Linked DNA regions of Mus musculus: region 2 is linked to region 1. Evidence: chromatin contacts called from public promoter capture Hi-C data. All regions are on one chromosome and are shown on one strand. Each heading gives the region's core, a stretch centred on a gene start, on an enhancer-like site or on the middle of the called end of the contact. The rest is flanking DNA. Distances are from core to core; before and after follow the strand shown.

Region 1 (4,044 bases), core at 1,402-3,901:
ATATTCTTTATATTGTTCCCAGAGAAGGAATTTTAGCAAGACTGTATGTGACTGTGTGTGAGTATGTATGCATGCATGAGTGTAAGTATGCAGATGCCAGAAGAGGGCAGCAGATCTCTTGGACCTGGAGTTATAGATTGTGAGCCACTCTGTGTAGGTGCTGAGAATTGAACACAGGTCCTTTCCAAAGAGCCTGAATGTTCTCTCTCTCTCTCTCTCTCTCTCTGTCTCTCTCTCTCTCAAAAGACCATTTATTTATTATGTACATAGTGTTCTGCCTGCATAAATACCTGCATGTCAGAAGATCCCACCATAGTTGGTTGTGAGCTACCATGTGGTTGCTAGGAATTGAACTCAGGACCTCTGGAAGAACAGTCAGTTCTCTCAATCTCTGAGCCATCCCTCCAGCCTCTGAATGTTCTTTATGGCTGATAAATCCCTACAACTTTAACCCTGAGCACCTAATCCTTCAGTCTCCATCTCCCAAATTCTGGGATTACTACCAGGCTTATTTTATGCAGTGTTGTGAATCAAACCGAGGAACGGCACTTTCTAAACAAGCACTCTCAAATACTGACCTACATTCACATACTATTTTTTTTTCAATGAGTGGTATTATTTACAAAGTAAATTGTACAATCTTAGGACACATTTTAGAGACATTATAGCTCTCTAGCTAGCTATGTGTGTCAGTTGGCTTTTTGTTCTGTAATAAATACTCAGGATAAATCAACTTATAAAAAGAAAAGTTACGCTCATGGTTTCTGAGGTTTCCGTTTTATTGCTTGGTACAACTGTTTGGGGCCTCTGTTGGGACAGCTTATCATGGCAAAGCTAGATGGTGAAGGAAAGTCAGTTTTTTTTGTGAAGAGAGGAAACAGAGAAAAAGCTTAGGATATTGCTGTCTCCTTCAAGGGCATACTTCTAGAGATTCAAGATCTTTTATAAGGCCCCACCCATCTTTTGAAGATTCCTGATCTCTTAAGCTGAAAATAGCCATTCCAAATCTAAACTATGACATTGTCTGTCTGCCTATATGTCTGTCTGTTCTACCTACATCTATCATCTACCTATCTCTCTCTCTGTCTCTCTGTCTCTGTCTCTCTCTCTCCCTACCTATCTTCTTTTCTATCTGTCGACCATTCATCTATATCTATCATCTGCCATGCCTATAATTTATCAGATCTTTTTCTCCCACCTTGGTGTACACATTGTGTAGATAAAAAACTAGACTATTTTAGCGCTCTTAAAAGTGTTCTTGGCCCTCCTCTCTATAGTCAATTTCTACTTCTTCTTAGATAATCCATTTTGAATTTTTCTGTGACTGGGTTTTGCCTGCAGTTGACCAGGATAGCTAGAGTTGGACCACATGCATTCTTTGTGTCCAAGTTCTTTCACACTCCATGTTACTTCTGAGATTTCATGGTCTTACATGTATTTTATTTATTTATTTATTTATTTTTGTGGAAGCTTGAGATCATTCACTTTTATGATTATATTATGATTTATTTATCATCCTCATTGGGCTCCTTCCACCCTGATCTTTTATGGATAATGATAATTGTATCATTTTATCAATTTGATCTTTTATGAATAATCATGATAATTCTTTTTGAGATTGTTTTTGGTGATGGCACTGGGGTTTAAACTTAGTGACTCATGCATCCCAGATAAGCACTATACTCCTGAGCCATGGGCCTAGTCTTGACCTGAGCATCTTCATGTGTTCAGCAGCTTCCTTGACTGAAAAATTCTGTCCCCAGTACCCAGATTGAAGCATAAGGATAAGAAGTTCAAGACCATCCTCATCAGTGGGAAATTTGAGACCACCCTGGACTATATATTGAGACCTAGTTTCAAACCAAACCAAACAAACACTAAACTAAACTCTCATACTAAAACAAATATTAAAGGCAAATGTCATCATGACTAATGTTCACTCATGTAGCTTGAAATGCATTTGGGGACCTTTGACTGTGGCTTTTGTTGGTAGAGTGCTTGTCTAGCAAACACAAAGCCCAGGGTTCAATTCCCAGCACTGCCTAAACCATATGTGGTGACACATACCCATAATCCCATCAGGAGGTAGAAGCAAGAAGACCAGAAGTTCAAGGTCATCTTCAGGGCTGGAGAGATAGCTCAGTGGGTAAGAACACTGACTGCTCTTCCGAAGGTCCTGAGTTCAAATCCTAGCAACCACATGGTGGCTCACAACCACCTGTAATGAGATCTGACGCCCTCTTCTGTACGTCTGAGGACAGCTACAGTGTACTTACATATAATAAATAAATAAATAAATAAATAAATAAATAAATAGTCATCTTCAGTTACATGGTGATTTTGAGGCTGCCCTGGGCTACATGAGATCCAGCAAAATAAAATGGAAAGAGAAACTGTCTGGGCTCTGTCACTTTTCCTCAGTAAGGAGAGGCAGATCATCTCTAGTAGGAAAGGAATATTGGCCAACGTCTAGTGACTATGATATATGACTCTCAGTTTACACAAATCTCAGCTCAGTATAAACCCAGCAAGCCCAGTGTTAGGCCCTTTGAAAATTACTTGTGTAAGGCCTGAAATTTGAAACGGAAGAGGACCAAGTGAGGCAAGTCTCTGAAGGGGTTTATAGGAACATGTTGCAACAGATAGCATCAGCACATTTCCTGCGAGTGAACGTGTGAGGAAGGAACTGAGCAGCGATCTCAAAACCAATCCTGCCTACTCCCTGAGCTTGGGGATGCTGATGTCCTGGCCACTTTCTTCTGCTGATAGTAGACCTGCTGAAGACCTTTGGACCAGCCGCTGAGCCACCATGATCTCTAGGCTCCTTTCCCTTCTCTGCCTCCGTAAGTTATTCAGGGTGGGACACTCAGTTTCCAGGAAATCATAAAGCTGGTGAGATACTTGGGTGGGGACTGAAGCCAGAATTTACACCAGATCAGTGTGCTGAGTGCATAGGACAAACCAGAAATTTCAGTGAGTTCACTGTACATGTTAGGGCAAAACAAATGCTCAACATGTAGTAGACAGAGATGGGGAAAAGATAGGGGCTGGGGCTGTAGCTTTGTTGGTAGTGCTTACCAAGTGTACGTGAAGCCCTAGTTCCATTCCCAGTACTATAAATCAAGAATAGTGACATGCAACCTGTAACTCCGGTACATGGTAGATGGAGAGAGGCAAATAAAATTTGAAGATCATCTTTAGCTAAGTAGGGAGTTTAAGGAATGCCTGGACTACATAAACATCCCCCCTCCCTTCAACACACGCACAGACAGACACAAAGCAGATAGAGCATAGATATAATGTAAAGGAATCAAAACTAGAAATTCTATGTGCTGTTGCTAGCCAAGGTTGAGTCAGCAGCCCGCTATTTTCTTTTATACGAAGCCAACTTGTTATGATTGAGATAGGACAGAGACCAACATCAGAAAGACCTTCTTGTTTACTTATTTTTAAAATTTGTTGAGACAAGATCTTACCATGCAGCCTTGGTTGATCTTACTATGTAGACCAAGCTGGTCTTGAACTTACAGAGATCGTCCTGCCAAATGCTGAGATTACAGGTTTGTGCCACCATGTCTAGCTCTTTTTAATAAATAAATAAATAAATAAATAAATAAATAAATAAATAAATACTACTACTACTACTACTACTACTACTACTACTACTACAATAGATGACAAATGTTATTAAATAACTTTCCTTAGCAAGGTGTAATCCCAGCTCTAGAGAGGAGGAGTCAGGAGGAGTTCAAAGTCATCTGGTTCCGTCGTGAATTTGAGCCCAGCTGGGTTATATGAGACTGTATGTAAAACAATGAAACAAAGCATGTACAGTAGAACATCTTTAATCCTAGTTCTGAGGAGGCAGAGACAGGCGGATCTCTGTGAGTTTGAGGTCAGCCTGGTCTACATAGCAAGTTCCAGGCCAGCAGGAGCTAAATAGTGAGACCATCCTAACCCACTCCCTATTTAAAAACAAATGAACAACCCTAAAAGCCTTCTGAAGAAGATTAAGTTTGCTTTTATAGGTTAGAAATCTGATCT
Region 2 (3,877 bases), core at 1,079-3,578, 1.0 Mb before region 1:
ACCCCACTACTACGCCCTGAGATGGGCAGTGACTAGGAGTGAGTTCACTCTCGCACCTGCGTACAGGGCTTGTTTACTAGTTAGGCACAGCGGAGGCCAGCGCCATCTTATAATGGCGATTGCTCTCGGCACTGCTCTCCACAGATAAGGAGTGTAAATTCCAATATTCTTTGCAACTTGTGTGCACATCTCTTTGACTCTCAAGATTTATATTCATAGCCGGGCTGTGGTGGAGCACACCTTTAATCCCAGCACCTGGGAGGCAAAGGCAGAGGCAGGTGGATTTCTGAGTTCGAGGCCAGCCTGGTCTACAGAGTGAGTTCCAGGACAGCCAAGGCTACACAGAGAAACCCTCTCTCTCTCTCTCTCTCTCTCTCTCTCTCTCTCTGTGTGAGCATGTGAGCGCCTGCGCAAGCACACATGTAGGTGCCTTCGGAAGCCACAAGAGGGCACCATGTCCCCAGAAACTAGAGTTAAAGGTGGTTATAAGCTTGGGTTCTGGGTGCAAACTCAGGGTCTCTGAAAGAGTATCAAACCCGCTTAGCAACTGAGCCAGTTCTTCAGCCCCAGATCTGACCTCTTTCTTCCCTTCTCTTTCAGTGCCTGCTCAAGAACCCTTCACTATCCACTTTCTGCCTCTCGATTCTTCGCAGACTCTCCACCACAAGACTTGCTACCAGGGCCGGTTCCAGCTCCTCTACGTGTCCTGTGGGTAAGAGACCTAGGATTGGGCCCCAGTTTATTCGTTGTCAGAAGCCGGAACTTAAGCTTTGCAGTCTCCATCCTGCTCTGGACCTCCGTCCCCACCTGTGTATCTCAGCTCCTAGTCCTTTCTCTCCTTAGGATGGTCCATCTTCTCAGCCCTGAGCTCGGGGCTTGCGTGGCCCCCGGAGGGAACCTGGTTGTGGAATTAGCTCGGTGAGCCAGAGGAGTGGGGTGGGAAGGTCACAGCTGGGCCAAAAGCCAGGTCTCCTCACACACAGTTTCCCAACATAGGTACTTGGTGGACCTGCGGCCCAAGGAGTTGAAGGCGTTCTCTGACCGCGTTGTAGAGATAGCGCGGGTGGCTGGGTTCGCCCCTCACACTGCAACCAAACCCTCGGAGACTTTTGCGAGGTTCTACAAGTTAGGGGACTCCACTCCGGGTGGCGGAGACTCAGCTGTGGAATCTGGACCCGCGCCCTCCAAAGTGGAATCTACCCGCGCCCCTCTCCCAGAATCGATAAGTCCGCCCCAGGCTAACCAGGCCCCCTCTCTAGAGGCGATGAGCCCACCCCTGGCTGACCTGGCCCCACCTCTAGAGACAATGTGTCCACCCCAGGCCAACCAGGCCCCTCCTCTAGAAGCGTTGAGCCCATCCAAAGCTGACCAGATCCCACCTCTAGAGGCGATGAGCCCACCCCAGGCTAAGCTAGTCCTGCCTGTAGAAGCAATCAGCCTTCCCCAAGCCGACCTGGCCTCTCCTCCGGAAGTGATAAGCCCACTCCAGGAAGCTATGGCAACGTCCTGGGTGAATGCACCTCCAAAACATGTAACATGAACCCCAGGGACCACGTAGCCCACCTTTAACTGCTGAAGCAGGCCCAGGGATTGACATCACCAGCTCAGCCCACCTGCATGCGGTTTTACTCTGCGTTCCTTCTCAACCCCAGGGATATGACTAGAACTTCAAATTCCTTTCCTGGAACTCTCGGTTGTACTATTTGGGGGGTAGGGGTGAGGGTGGGGGATGGGTCCTAGACTGTTATCTGAGACTTATCCTGACAAGGATCGAAGGCTGAAGGGACAACCCTGGGCTCCAGATCCTCTCTTTTGTCTTGGGCCTTTCTTGACATGCTGCTTTTGGGAAGGACAAGGGCATAGCCTTCCTTGAATGTGATTCAAATAAAAAGCGCAGGGTCACCTCTGTGTGTCCTGTCCTCAGTCGGTCTCCAGTGCCAAGAAGGGTGGGAGCAGCAGGGATGGGTCCCGATTGTGGGTTTGCAAGTGGGCTTGGCTGAATTTCACAGGAGTGAAGGATAAGATCCTTCAAACTAAACATGCCAGGGCCACTGAAACCGACAGAAACGTGGGGGAGAGAAAGGACACACTAGGTCCCAGAAAGACTGCAGTTCAGTGAGGGACCTAGGTGTGAGGACAGAAGGCCGGCATGGATTTCTGGGTATGAACATGGGAAGCTGAAGTCTAGACTCTTGGATTTGAGAGAAGAGGGACCTTGCTCCGGGTTTTCCTAAGTTTGAGGGAGGAGGGAGCTGGGGCGCTAGAGTCAAAGGAGGAGGGGTGTAGATCCTGGGCACCTTGGTTGACCCAACTGGAGCTTTGCACACGGCTCCCCTCACACCCTGTTATCGCTTATCCTGGGCAGGGGAGGAGACAGCAGTATATTTAGTCTTTGTCCTCGCCCCTTATCTCAGTGTCCTCAGTGAGGCTTGAGCAGCCCAGAGGAAACCCAACCTCTAGAGACCTCCAAGGTCACCAGGGACACCCTTCCAGGACCCTCCAGGAATCTCCGATCCTGTTCTCTGCCTCTGGAGATCATCATGGCTGATGAGTATGTGAATCTTCGTAGCCTTGGGGTGGAGACCTCAACAGGGAGAGGTGCGGTGGGTCTTGAGGGTGCAACCAGGTTGGATACTTGTCCTGAGAGAGTAGGAGGCAAGGGTGGTTGGATTTCTGTAGAAATGAGGTAAGAATTTGGGAATCAGACTCCTGGGGTTCAAGAGTCAGGGGACCACCATCAGTGATTTCCTCTTCACGGTTTCTCTCTCTTCAGGAGCAGCGATGCGGTGAGCTGTGAGCTAAGAAGTGGGGTAGGGAACCTTCGGTCCAGAGTGGGTGCTGCAGGGAGAGGACTGGGGACCAGTGGGCAGGGGAACCTGCCGCTAGAGGTGAGGTATCCAGGAAGGGCTGGATGGGAGGGTTTGGGTAGTGATGTAGCCTGCTTCAATTCCAGGCTGGGGAACCGCAGCCTGCGCCTGCTCCTGTCCGACGCCGCTCCTCTGCCAACTACCGAGCCTATGCCACCGAGCCACACGCCAAGGTGGGGCGGGGTCCAAGAGGATGGGCTTCTGGGTTCAAGAATCCTCTGAGACCCAGAAGGGGGCAGGACCAAGGCCCTGGAAAGGGGTGGTAGGGTGATGGGCAGAGCCCTATGGGTGGGGCAGAATTTCAGAAAGGTTCAGGTTGGGCTTGGTGACAGCGGCCTGTGGTTGGGGGGAACTTGCCTACAGCAAGGTTTAGGCGTGAGCGTAGTGGTTAGCAGTGAATAGATAGGCAGTGCGTAGCTCTAGTCGGAGACAAAGATTGGTAGATGGGACCGAGGAGCGTGGCTTCCAGTGGACTCCGCGTTCTGGTTGAAGAATGTCTGACCCGAATGGGTATGCACTCGAGTGGGTCGTGATGCCTTGCAGCTCCACCCAGTGTCCACTTTGGGACCTCACACTGACCTTTCTCCATATCACCTTGGCAGAAAAAGTCTAAGATCTCCGCCTCCAGAAAACTTCAGTTGAAGGTGATGATGAGGTCGCAGTGGGTGGGCTTGGGTGGGCGGAGCTTTGGGGGAGTGGTTTCGCTTCCGGAGTGTGTCAGTCCCCGCCTCCCCCGCCCCCCCCCCCCACGTGCGCGCGGGCAGAAACGAGGCAGGTTTTGAATAAAAGACACAAACTTGGATGTTCGGATATTCTGTCTCTCTGGAGGATGGAGGGAAATTTGTTATTCTTATACTTTTTGGGACTCTGTTGTCTGCTCCAACCATTCCGCAGACTCTGATGCTGCAGATTGCGAAGCAGGAGATGGAACGAGAGGCAGAAGAGCGACGTGGAGAGAAGGGGCGCGTTCTGAGGACTCGTTGCCAGCCTTTGGAGTTGGATGGGCTGGG

What was found. Promoter capture Hi-C pulls out the DNA fragments that hold promoters and counts their contacts.
Region 2: a promoter capture Hi-C map of liver shows a contact between it and region 1, with 2.9 times the contacts expected there. The contact joins the promoter of Tnni3 here to the promoter of Tarm1 in region 1. A contact is called at or near these places in 5 of 39 promoter capture datasets (the 3T3-L1 cell line, the HPC-7 cell line, HPC-7-derived erythroid cells and 3 more), 1 of 115 datasets of contacts at active chromatin or transcription factors (embryonic stem cells) and 2 of 9 other capture datasets (adipose tissue and embryonic stem cells).

Annotation. Positions count from the first base shown.
Region 1 is chr7:3,501,231-3,505,274 of GRCm38.p6, reverse strand. Tarm1 (T cell-interacting, activating receptor on myeloid cells 1) reads left to right here and starts at 2,651. Exons shown (of 6, transcript NM_177363.4): 1 at 2,651-2,843. The coding sequence starts at 2,810.
Region 2 is chr7:4,520,979-4,524,855 of GRCm38.p6, reverse strand. Tnni3 (troponin I, cardiac 3) reads left to right here and starts at 2,328. Exons shown (of 8, transcript NM_009406.4): 1 at 2,328-2,551; 2 at 2,774-2,786; 3 at 2,954-3,040; 4 at 3,470-3,511; 5 at 3,762-3,877. The coding sequence starts at 2,541. It overlaps Dnaaf3 (dynein, axonemal assembly factor 3), which reads left to right. Exons shown (of 12, transcript NM_001033548.3): 10 at 601-712; 11 at 844-918; 12 at 997-1,923. The coding sequence ends at 1,540.